Linked DNA regions of Zea mays: region 2 is linked to region 1. A link is a contact called in public Hi-C data. All regions are on one chromosome and are shown on one strand. The core of a region is the stretch at or near the end of the contact, and the rest is flanking DNA. Distances in the headings are between cores, read along the strand shown. Region 1 holds the start of LOC100192350 (asparagine synthetase 3). Region 2 has its middle 35 kb from the start of LOC109943615.

The links. A called contact is a pair of places that touch in the nucleus more often than the background predicts.
Region 2: a contact with region 1 is called in a Hi-C map of endosperm, with 4 times the contacts expected there. The contact joins the enhancer-like site here to the promoter of LOC100192350 in region 1. A contact is called at or near these places in 6 of 25 Hi-C or Micro-C datasets (endosperm and leaf).

Annotation. Positions count from the first base shown.
Region 1 is chr1:44,909,971-44,915,951 of Zm-B73-REFERENCE-NAM-5.0, reverse strand. LOC100192350 (asparagine synthetase 3) reads left to right here and starts at 3,346. Exons shown (of 10, transcript NM_001137542.1): 1 at 3,346-3,429; 2 at 3,899-4,037; 3 at 4,150-4,248; 4 at 4,427-4,568; 5 at 4,771-4,961; 6 at 5,096-5,257; 7 at 5,381-5,461; 8 at 5,560-5,916. The coding sequence starts at 3,350.
Region 2 is chr1:44,977,860-44,983,840 of Zm-B73-REFERENCE-NAM-5.0, reverse strand. No RefSeq gene overlaps it. Among protein-coding and RNA genes, the nearest start is that of LOC109943615, 35 kb to the left of the region's middle. Within about 2 kb of position 3,385, at least 16 of the 20 cell types and tissues checked have an H3K27ac peak or open chromatin away from gene starts, as enhancers often do. A contact at or near this core is called in endosperm and leaf, where this site is marked.

The DNA.
Region 1 (5,981 bases), core at 2,097-4,596:
TAGTCCAAATATCATAAGAAGTTATGATATTCTTAATCTAATTGAACTCATTCATATCCAAATTATCAAACAAAATATTCATTGATTGGTCATTTACAATAATGTTTTCGTCGGCACTTGTGGTTGGCTCATCTTGCTTGAGCACTACAAATCCATCTCTCATATTTCTCCATATCTTTCCACCCATTGCCCTAAGATGAATTGTCATTCTTATTTTCCAATAATCATAGGTATTTCCATCAAAGTGTTGTGGCTTCACCATATGCACATTGCTTTCGTTAGCCATATTTTCCTACTCCGAGATGATTAAATCCACAAACAAAGGAGTTCCTGGCTCTTATACCACATGTAGGATCAAGGACACTGGCTAGAAGAGGTAAATAGATGGTTTTAACTAAAATCATAAACACTTGCCAAATTTAATTTGTACAACAAGATAATCAAATTATCTAGCCTATGTTGATCTAAACTCAGTTTGCAACCTAGGGTGACAAGTGATCTATATAGCTAGAAATGAGAGATAGCACAAATAGAGCACAAGTAATAAAGATGAAATAAAGTAATGAAGACACAAGACACCAGATTTTTTTACCATGGTCACGGTGATTTGCCGATCACCTCTAATCCACATTGAGGTGGATTCAATGCACTCACACGCTCCTCTATCAAGACTCCACTTGATCTCTTGAGCTGGATGGTCAATGAATTGCTTGAACCTCGATTCCACTAATGTCACTTTTCATCGCTCTCGTGAGGCAAGTGTGAGACTTTCATAATCAACATCGCAACTTCTCCACAAACTTTGTTGGAGAGCTCGACGGAGAATCCTTCACTAAGCCATCTAAGAGGCGGCAACCTCCAAGAGTAACAATTCGACGACGCTCACTTGATGATCTCCTAGTGCCTCGAGAATCAATAACTTGATGCAATGCACTAGAACCGATTTTTTTGTATTTTGGCCCTTTTTCCAAAAAAAATTATGTTTAGACCCCTGGACGACTTAATTCCATTTTGGACCCTTTGCTCGGTGCCACAGGATATGGCGTCGAGGTAACACTACTCGGTGCCACATCCTATGGCGTCGAGGTAACACTTCTCGGTGCCACATCCTATGGTGTCGAGGTACGTGCCTCGCTAAATAGTGAAGCCTGATGGGGCACTCATGTGGCACCTAGCTTGGCGCCATAGGATGTGGCGCTGAGAAAGGAACTCCTATGAATCGGTCGTTTTCTCGCTGAGAGCTTTACATAGGGTGGAAATCTTTTGTAATGCATGTGTAAATGAAATGGATGTCATAATGCGATGGTTATCACATTGTGTAAATGGCATAGACCATAGTTTTCACACAAGTACCATAATGTTATAAAACATGGTCCACTTAGTTGCCATAATTTGAAACAAATGACATAGAGCACAACACCATACAAGTTCAACACACTAATGTCATAGACCACAACACCATACAAATGGCTAGTTCAACCAAGCAAATTACATTGATACACAAGTCTTAGATACGTCTCACATACACAAATCTCAGATATGCTCGTTCATATGTGACAGACGGCGATCATTGACCACATCCTAGTCCCGGGAGCCAACATCAACATCACCATCGAATTGGAAATCATCGTACAAGCCAATGGCTTCATAATCCTCAAGTAGAGGTTGCGAACCAATAAGAACTTGCTCCAGATCCGTGCTCACAATGTCAAGACCTTTTTCAATTTTAGTAACAACACTCATGGCATTAACCGGGATATTCTTGTGCACATAGTCTAGATACTCAGGCACATGATTGCGGTTGCTCAACCTCCTCAACTCATCGGCACAGACTTGCATCTATCTAATGGCGTCTAAAAGACAAGCCCAAACTTGATTTAATCAATGCGCCTACAACAAAAAAACGAAGAATATGATTCACTGGCACATTAGTTAATGACTATCATTGCTCAAGTTCACTAATCAGTACAACAATGACATATGAAACTCTAAGTTTAACTAATATATCTCTAAGTTTCATTGCCACTTGTCATGACCTTGTTTGTTGATCTATGAGTCTACAATACAACTAAGTTTATAATGTGTCACTAACAAAACAACAAAACAGTATTGTCAATTGACACCTATAATGTTACTGGCACTAAAACATATCGGGTCATGTGTGCTCAATGATCGATGGCGCGGACATAATTTGCTAGTGTCATAAAGAATGTTGCTCGTGTCGAGCGAGGCACCCACAGTGGTTGTGCCCCTACTCCCATCCATCGTACTAGCCCCATTTGCATCTTCCGCAGCAACACTCTCTGAGCGAGGCACCCACAGTGGTTGTTCCCATGTACAAGTGATGCGCTTTAAATGATTGGGGTTGTTGAAATGATAAATTTGACATCCTCGTTTAACAAGTCTGAAAATGATTTGAGGAAAACAACCAATGTAATTCATACAGAATGAAAATATTAATAAAAAGAAAACCGGTGATTATTGAACTTTATCGTATAAATGAAACCAAATTTAAAGTTACAAGTAGTAACTAGAAAAGTGAAGTTAGCATAATTTAAAAATATTAAAAATTTGGTGTTGTTGGAGAGTAAGGTTGATTTTATTCCCAATATGTATTTAGCAATTTACTAAATCTGAGTTTATGTAGTTTTTTAAGGGAATTAATGGAGATGCTCTAAGGGCCGCCCATGGAGTATCTTGCTTAGCCGGAAGCCAATTATCGTCGTTGAAATTTCCTCCCCCGCAAGAAAACGTAATATCATTGTGATGATTTTAAAACTAGAAGGCGGATCCATCGAATCTTACCTACCATCTAAACTTACATCTCCGCATACATTAATCATATGCGAGGTGCTCAGCAGCGTTGTTTACATCATCGCACGCGACAAAAAACACACTCCACGAATGGTAATGTGCATCATCGCATCTCGCGGCAAATTAAAGGGCACGGCCGGCCATTGGTGAATCCTGCGGGGCCCGTCAGCCAGCCTTGGCCCACCAGCCGATCTATAGAGGACCTTTACCCCGGGACACTCATCTAGCCTTGGAACCTAGATCCGATGGCTAGCACCATGGCTGACGCGGGGTCGGGGCCCACGCTGACTCGGCCGGCGCAGCATCCCGAACGGATAAGCTCCTCCCGCGCACGGAGCTCGGCGAAGCGACACCCGCCGCGTGTCCAGGGAGCGCTCCCGCCGGGTCGCAGACGCGAGGTCCCGGAGCCGCGCGCCCCGCCTATAAAAAGGCAGCCATTCTCGCCTGGTTCCCGCATCCCAGCACGTCTCGTCTCCCTCCCAAAAAAAAAAAAAAAACTGCTCGGTTGCTGCTCCTGCTCCGCCGCGCCGGCATCATGTGTGGCATCTTAGCCGTGCTCGGTTGCTCCGACTGGTCTCAGGCAAAGAGGGCTCGCATCCTCGCCTGCTCCAGAAGGCAAGAGCACCCGTCCATCCATTGCACTTAGTTTCCTCCAGTCCACTACCCAACACCCTAGCAGAGTCTAGACTAGCTAGCATTTTACTAGTGTCAGTTCGTCCTCCGTCGGGCCGCGCGCCGAGGGATCTTTGATTCCTGGGAAGTGGGAACCAAGGGCTGGTTCACTGGTTGGTTGGTGTCGTTTTATTTTGCCTCTTCACCGGGGTCCCAGGAGGCTCTTCTCATAGGAATCATAAAGAATCGAACGGTAGAGACTAGCTCTGCTAGGGTGGGCCGTTCTGAAAATAAAGGAGCTAGCATAGCATGGGAACCTTCGTCGTCGTTCTCGCTGCTAGTAACCCCCCGCGTGTGTTTTTTTTTTTTTTGTGGTACTGATTACAATAGCGTTGCTCCGGTTAGTTGGTTATTAGTCGTTTGAGTTTTGACTGGCGGAGGACCTGCCTGACGATCCACGTGCCGTGCGCAGGTTGAAGCACAGGGGCCCCGACTGGTCGGGCCTCTACCAGCACGAGGGCAACTTCCTGGCGCAGCAGCGGCTCGCCGTCGTCTCCCCGCTGTCCGGCGACCAGCCGCTGTTCAACGAGGACCGCACCGTCGTGGTGGTGGTAAGAATACATGAACGCAAACAGTACAGATGAAATCCAACCGTCTTGTTTTGACGGCGGCACTATGCTGTACTGTCCTCACCATGCGCTGCTTGCTGCTTCTGTGTTCCAGGCCAATGGAGAGATCTACAACCACAAGAACGTCCGGAAGCAGTTCACCGGCACACACAACTTCAGCACGGGCAGTGACTGCGAGGTCATCATCCCCCTGGTGAGCCTGCTACCTGTATATGCTGATCGTTTCGGTACTCCAGCTAGCTGACAACCAAATTTCGCCTTCTCGCCATGTTCTCCACTCCAACACTACATGCACATGAAGAGAACAAACGCTGCACGACTGCTAGCTAGTAGTTGATGATTCCAACCCTCTTCTCTCTTGTCTGATCTAGTACGAGAAGTACGGCGAGAACTTCGTGGACATGCTGGACGGGGTGTTCGCGTTCGTGCTCTACGACACCCGCGACAGGACCTACGTGGCGGCGCGCGACGCCATCGGCGTCAACCCGCTCTACATCGGCTGGGGCAGTGACGGTAGGCGCTCCCGGGTCCCGGCCGGCCCATCTCTCTCTATACTAGAGCTAGCTTCTACAAATGCGCGCGTTCACGTTTCTGCAGACAAACGAACGAATGCATGTGCGGCCGATCAGATTAAGACAATATAATAAAGCGTGGGAGATCGACACACGCTAGCTGACCGATCGATTTTCGCCTCTCCTTCCTTCACTGCATGCAGGTTCCGTCTGGATCGCGTCCGAGATGAAGGCGCTGAACGAGGACTGCGTGCGCTTCGAGATCTTCCCGCCGGGCCACCTCTACTCCAGCGCCGGCGGCGGGTTCCGGCGGTGGTACACCCCGCACTGGTTCCAGGAGCAGGTGCCCCGGATGCCGTACCAGCCGCTCGTCCTCAGAGAGGCCTTCGAGAAGGTGACCACCTAGCTCGCACACGGCAGCTAGTAGCTTTGCGTGCCTCCTTAACTTGTTGGGTCGGTGGTGCGTGCCGGCCGGCGGCCGTTACTGACACTGACCTGGCCATGTGCCCGCGTGCGCTTCATGCACAGGCGGTCATCAAGAGGCTCATGACTGACGTCCCGTTCGGGGTCCTCCTCTCCGGCGGCCTCGACTCCTCGCTCGTCGCCTCCGTCACCAAGCGCCACCTCGTCGAGACCGAGGCCGCCGAGAAGTTCGGCACCGAGCTCCACTCCTTTGTCGTCGGCCTCGAGGTTTTATGTTTTTTTTTGTATTTTATTTTTTTTTGGGGGGGGGGGGGGGGGGGGGGGGCACTCGAAATCGCGGGACGCTGACGTTTTCTTACCTCCCGCCGACCGGCACGTCGTACGTTTCAGGGCTCTCCTGACCTGAAGGCCGCACGAGAGGTCGCTGACTACCTTGGAACCATCCATCACGAGTTCCACTTCACCGTACAGGTAAATCATTCGCACGCTTTTCTGGGGGTGAACTTGGTCGTGACGTACGCTGACGAGTGGCAAATAATATAAAAATCGGTCGACCATCCATACCATAGGACGGCATCGACGCGATCGAGGAGGTGATCTACCACGACGAGACGTACGACGTGACGACGATCCGGGCCAGCACGCCCATGTTCCTGATGGCTCGCAAGATCAAGTCGCTGGGCGTGAAGATGGTGCTGTCCGGGGAGGGCTCCGACGAGCTCCTGGGCGGCTACCTCTACTTCCACTTCGCCCCCAACAAGGAGGAGTTCCACAGGGAGACCTGCCGCAAGGTGAAGGCCCTGCACCAGTACGACTGCCTGCGCGCCAACAAGGCCACGTCGGCGTGGGGCCTGGAGGTCCGCGTGCCGTTCCTCGACAAGGAGTTCATCAACGTCGCGATGGGCATGGACCCCGAATGGAAAATGGTACAAATCAGGGGTCTCAGCGACTGTGCTTATAGCTCTGTGCTCTGTTGTTTTATGATGATTGA
Region 2 (5,981 bases), core at 2,136-4,635, 68 kb before region 1:
TAGTTATCTTCACCTGACGGAAGATCGGGCACCCCCGTTCCTATCAATATCCTTAGTTATTGGCAATTACTTTAGGATATTCTTTACAGCCACCTAGTGAGCCTCACTAGGATCAGATAGATTGATGATTACTCATAATTCTTAGAGCATAAGCAACATTTATGTGTGTACATAGCATGGAATACATGATGCATTCAACCACATAGGCATACAAAATCACACATCCTTTTTTGCTCATCAAGTGTTGAAGGACACTAAGTATTGCTTAGGGTATTGCCATGTGACATTGGCAAGGAACCTTTCTTGGAATCCTGCATCTTTGAACTATTTCAATACTTAGTCAATGTATGTACTTTGGATTAATCACATTAGCCTTTTTGATCTATAAATCCTAATGCCCAAAATGTAAGCTGTCTCTCCTAGATCTTTCATAGAGAAACTATTTCTTAATGAAGACTTGACATCTTATAACGTAGGGATATCATTTCTAATCAATAATATATCATCTAAACTTAGGACTAGAAATACATGTGCGCTCTGAGTAGCCTTCTTGTAAACATAAGGCTCTTCTTCATTCTTGACAAAGACAAAACTATTGAGTTCATCATCAAAACAAAGATTCCAACTTCAAGATGCTTTCTTCAATCCATAATTTGGTTCTAACGTTTGTATCTTTTCCTAACATTTTTAGGATCGACACTCGCACTCGCCCTCACAGCTTCTCCTCCACCTCCGGTACCAAGGACCTCTGGATGGTCAGCCTCACGGTGAATGAATTATCTCTTCACGCATAATTAATTAGTGCCTTAGTGTCCTATTTAACTACTCTAGTAATTTCAAAGGCATTTACTTAGTTATAGTTTTACTGTACGATTTAATGTTGGGTAAAGATGGTGATATGCATTGCTCATAAAAGTTCGATAGATGGAGAATTTAGCGAACAATTGTTTCACTTTATTGCTATAATATTATATCGTTATTGTGATTGTGATATCCCTTGTTACACATGCTTGTTTTCTGATCTATATGTGATTTTTTATATCGTTAGTGTTGCTAGCATTGTACAATGCTTGTGATGTTGTGGTTATCTTAAGTCTAACATTCCAATTTGGTTGTGGTTGTGGATTAATTGAGTACATAGTACTTATTGATGTTGTGCTTAACTCTAGTAGTCCAACTTGGTTGAGGTTGTGGATTAAATCAATATAGAGTACTGGTTCGGTTTTAGTTACTTGTTTCATATGGATGACGTTATTATTATTTTTGTTGATCATTGAACAAAAATTAACAAATGAAGTGCTCATGATGAATAATGTGAGGGTAAGCTCACCGACAAGAGAGGAAGGTGAACACACTCACACGACTCAACCAAACATATGATATAGTGGCTTCATTCTTCCTACCCTCTTGAACCAAACAAAAAACAACATGGTTCTATTCTATCTTCCAAAGACGGAATAGAGCCATTCGAGACTTATTAACTAGAACGAAGTCATTCTGTTCAACTATGCTCTTGAACCAAACACTACCTAAGGGTACGAGTATTGTCGTTTTTTTTCAAGCCCATGCAGTGTCCGAATTTATTCTGTTGCTTACTATTAAAAAGTGAAAATTTCTACATCATCCTCCATGGTTTCACAAAGGAAAAACTCCATGTAACCCCTAAAGTATTTTTTTGTTTATTTTACCCCTCCACCTATTTGCGTTTGATCAATCTACCCCTTAATAAAATGGTCTTTTTATTTCTATATATACGAACTGAATTTTCATTTCAAATTTTGTTGGTTAGTACATAATGCCATAACTTTGATAAACAAATACATACAAATTTGGTCCAATAAAGTACATGTTTCACCTCCATGTGGCCATGTGGTCGTGCTCCACTTAATCTTGTACACATAAGCGTACCCTCCACCACGTCTAGGGAGGCGCACATGATGGAGGCTATGGACTATGGAGGAGGGCGTGGAGGGCGGCGGCAGCAGGGGATGAACACATAGTGCCAGGCCGTGAAGCGACGCACTATGGAGGAGGCCCAACGATGAGGGTGGTGATGGTTGGGGCGTAATCAGATAAATATGGACAAATATTGCTTGTACTATATGTGTTTTCATATTTTCTCTTCAAACTCGGACCATATATGAATATTATCGAGTTGTGTCGATAAGATATGAATGGATGGCGACATCTTAAACATGAGTATACAAATATGGATATAAATCATATACGGATCAAATACTGAGTACGCGGACTTGAATATAGATCGGATCTCATCTCTTTTAAACGACCGAATTTAAATACGAATAGATAATATTTGTATTATTTACATCACTTGTGACAGACAAGCAAGCATCGCATAGAGGAGGAGACCCGTGGTGGCGAGTTGATAAGGGAGGCACAAGCGTGAAAGCGAGAAATAGGAGAAAACAAAAGAAAGAAAATAGAAAAGAAAAACGAAAAAGTTTTGTGTGTACATTTCCCTATTATTATCAGCTAGAAGCCTACGAGAAGCTGCTTTACCCATTTGTGTTTAACTAGAGACGGTGAACCACGTCTGATTGAAAATTCTTGGAGTTGACATATCTGATTACTAATAAATATTAATAGCCCATCAGTCCGACATGACATGATCGGTAGACTTTTTCTTCCGGAATATTTTATAATAATATGAAACCATATATAGGTCTACGTAATCAAGTCGAACGCGTTATTAAAAAAACTAAAGAGAAGAAAAGAATGCATCGATACAATTATTGGAAATGGTTTAAAATTCTAAATACAAAATTATTTATTAGCTTTTCATTATCTTCTAGAAATAACCAAAACTTTCGTGATAGCCACACTGCAACACATCACATGGATACAACGACACCTAATATTCGTTAAATTTTAAGGTACGATAATTACATAAATCTTATCTAACATGGTGTATTAAGCGAAAAACGAGAGAAAAATAGACCTATGCGCTTCGCATGCCAGAAAGGATAACGGAAGAGCAGAACATACTCGCTCCACGAGACGACCATCAATAGGAATAAATATTTATAAAAAATGGTTAAAACTATCATTATATATAGACGTAGACGAAAAATTGTGATCCCACAATAATACATGTATAGATCTGGGACCACAAAGCTAAGGCTCAAACGCATACAAGTGCATGTGTCCACATTATCTCTTTGCAAGCCGATTGATCGTATCGTAGTATACAAGAAATTATTGGGATCGGATGAAGAGGGATGGGTGATGAGTTGGAAGCGCCTCTGTGATTGGACGGGAACACCGGACAAAAGGATTAGACAATGTTGGTTCGCCGCGGCTCGAGTTGGGGTCCACGTCCACGTCATCATGGAGCGGAGTTTGGTTACGTGAAGGAAGCTACTGCTAGAGCCTAGAGCTGGCCAGAGAAGACGACGATGCTCTTGGGCCTCCGGGCCAGATAGATAACCTATACACTTTAGCTTCCTGGCTTCCCTTTCCTTTTTGACAAGTAGGGGAACGAACAGTACTTGTTTTTATCTGGTTGGATTCTTATTTCTTCTCACGGCTTGAATTTTGCGAGATATTGGCAATTTTGCCATTATCATTTGTTGGTTTCGCCAATATGTTATCGGACCCACAAATCATAGACACAGATGGTCCCATCAGTCATAGACACGGGATGACATAATAACAGACAACAAAAATTAGGAGTGGTAAAATCATAAATTTCTTGAATTTTGTGGCTTCCCTTTTTAACTGGATACATCTATTGCACGCCCTTAACTTTCATGTGTTGATTTCTAGGTCTTCAAAACTGTCTTCGGTGGATCATGTAAAATAGGAGATGCAACACTATAGATGATATTGCTTGACACTATAGAGTGAAGATTGAAATAATGGATAAAATAGAAGATCTACTGAAGATGACCTAAGGATTAGCTTGAAAACTCAAATCCCCTCCGAGATTGGAAGTTTGGAAACTCAAATCACCCTTTAGTATTGGAGGGAAATGAACCTCCAACCCTAAAGGAGTTTTCAAACTAACCCTAAGGTTACCATAGGCTCACTCCACTTAATACTATTCTAAATGGTCAAATGGGTTTCAACCGACTTCATACATCAATATAGAATGCTAACTCAATCCTGATGAGATCTGACGTGTTAGGTCCAGTACCTACACTTACAAGACCATGTCATCTAGGTCCTAAACTTAAAAAAATGACACTTACAAGACCATGTCATCTAGGTCCTAAACTTAAAAAAAATCATGTCAACATTCTCGAACTTGTTTAATTAAACTGGCAGCACGAGGTAACTAAACTTGCACGATGATGCCATCCACCTTCTTAACTTCCAAAATTACGAATACGAGTCTCCAAACTTATTAATTGAGCCACATGAGGGTGCAAATTTACCATTGTTTCTATAAAACCATATATGCGTCAAATGCTAATTGGGCCACAAGAGGTCCAAAATATCATTGTTCAAAGTAAATCACCTACGTGATTGGTGATCGTACACTTGACATAAGGGGACCGATGTTGTCCTTCACTCTCTCATCTTGTTCCCCACTCCTTCCCATGTCAGCACTAATACTCTTGCACCGTCAGAGTTCAAGAACCAACAACAACTAAAGCACCTCTCAGCAACAGAAGTAGCATCACACCCCTAAACCCTAAACCTTAAAACCCTAAACCCTAAAGTCGTATTTAAGTGAAAATCCATATACATCTCATATGTGTGCCACGATGAAGTTTCACACGGATGATGCCTCAGAGTATAGAAACTTAAACGACAACAACTTAGACCTCCTCGAACTCTTAATAGTAGCCTTCCTCCTATTAACCTAATTCTGAACAAAATCCCACATCAATTGAGCTCACTTAAGGTGGGGGCTCAACAAGTGTCTAGGTACAAGTGTAGTGTAAGGCTTACCAAGAAAAAGTTTGATGCTAAGCATTAGCTTTTAATTAAGTTGGTCAAACTTTTATTAGCAATTGCTAAGTATAAGTAAGTACCATCCCAATTAAACAATAGATCATAAATGAAATACCAATAATGTAATGCATGTTCTGTTTAATTTAATTCCATCATTTAATCAAGTGAGGGGTCTAAGCCGCACGTAAAAGTGAGCACGACTGATGTATCAATTTTACACTCTACAGAGGTTGCACATCTTTACCCACAAGTCGTGTTACCCATTTGCCAAGGCGTCATGACTCCCATGCACCTCTTCCGAGGAGGCAAGACAGGGTTCACTACGAGACTGAAAGTCGCCTAGAGGGGGGGGTGAATAGGCGGAACCTGGGAATTAAAACTTTATCCCCCAACTAGATCCCTTGATTAGTTGTTAGAACAAAATACAAATATCGGAGAATATAAACTAAGTTCTTGCTTTGAAAGGAGTATTACTAAATAATGCGGAAGTGACAAATCAATACAACTAGTAAGTTATAGAATAACAAAGCAAGAAGTCTTGGATGAGAAGAGCACTAGGACAAGTTCTTTCTTGCAACGTGTTGCTTCACTAAATGGGAATTTAACTTGAAGCAACACCAAATGCTATTAGCAAATAAAGATGCAAGAAAAACTTGGAGCAAGGGAAAGCAAACAAATCACAAGCAATAAACACAATGGACACGGGTGATTTGTTTTACCGAGGTTCGGCCCTCGAAGGCCTAGTCCCCGTTGAGGAGTCCACTTAAGGACGGGTCTTTTTCAACCCTTTCCCTCTCTCCCGATCACACAAGGATCGGCGAGCTCTTCTTCTTTTCAAGGATCACTCTCGATCCCACAAGGACCACCACAATCTTTGGTGTCTCTTGCTAGCTTTTACAAGCCTCCAAAACTTTGGAGGAAGTTCAATGGGAGTCAAAACTCCACGCGCAAATGAACACAAAGATGAAGCACACACTATCTCTCGATGAATCTCACAAGGCACTAGTGCTAAACTCAAATGAGTAGCTCTCTTTTGCTTGCTCTCTCTTTTGTGGCACTTG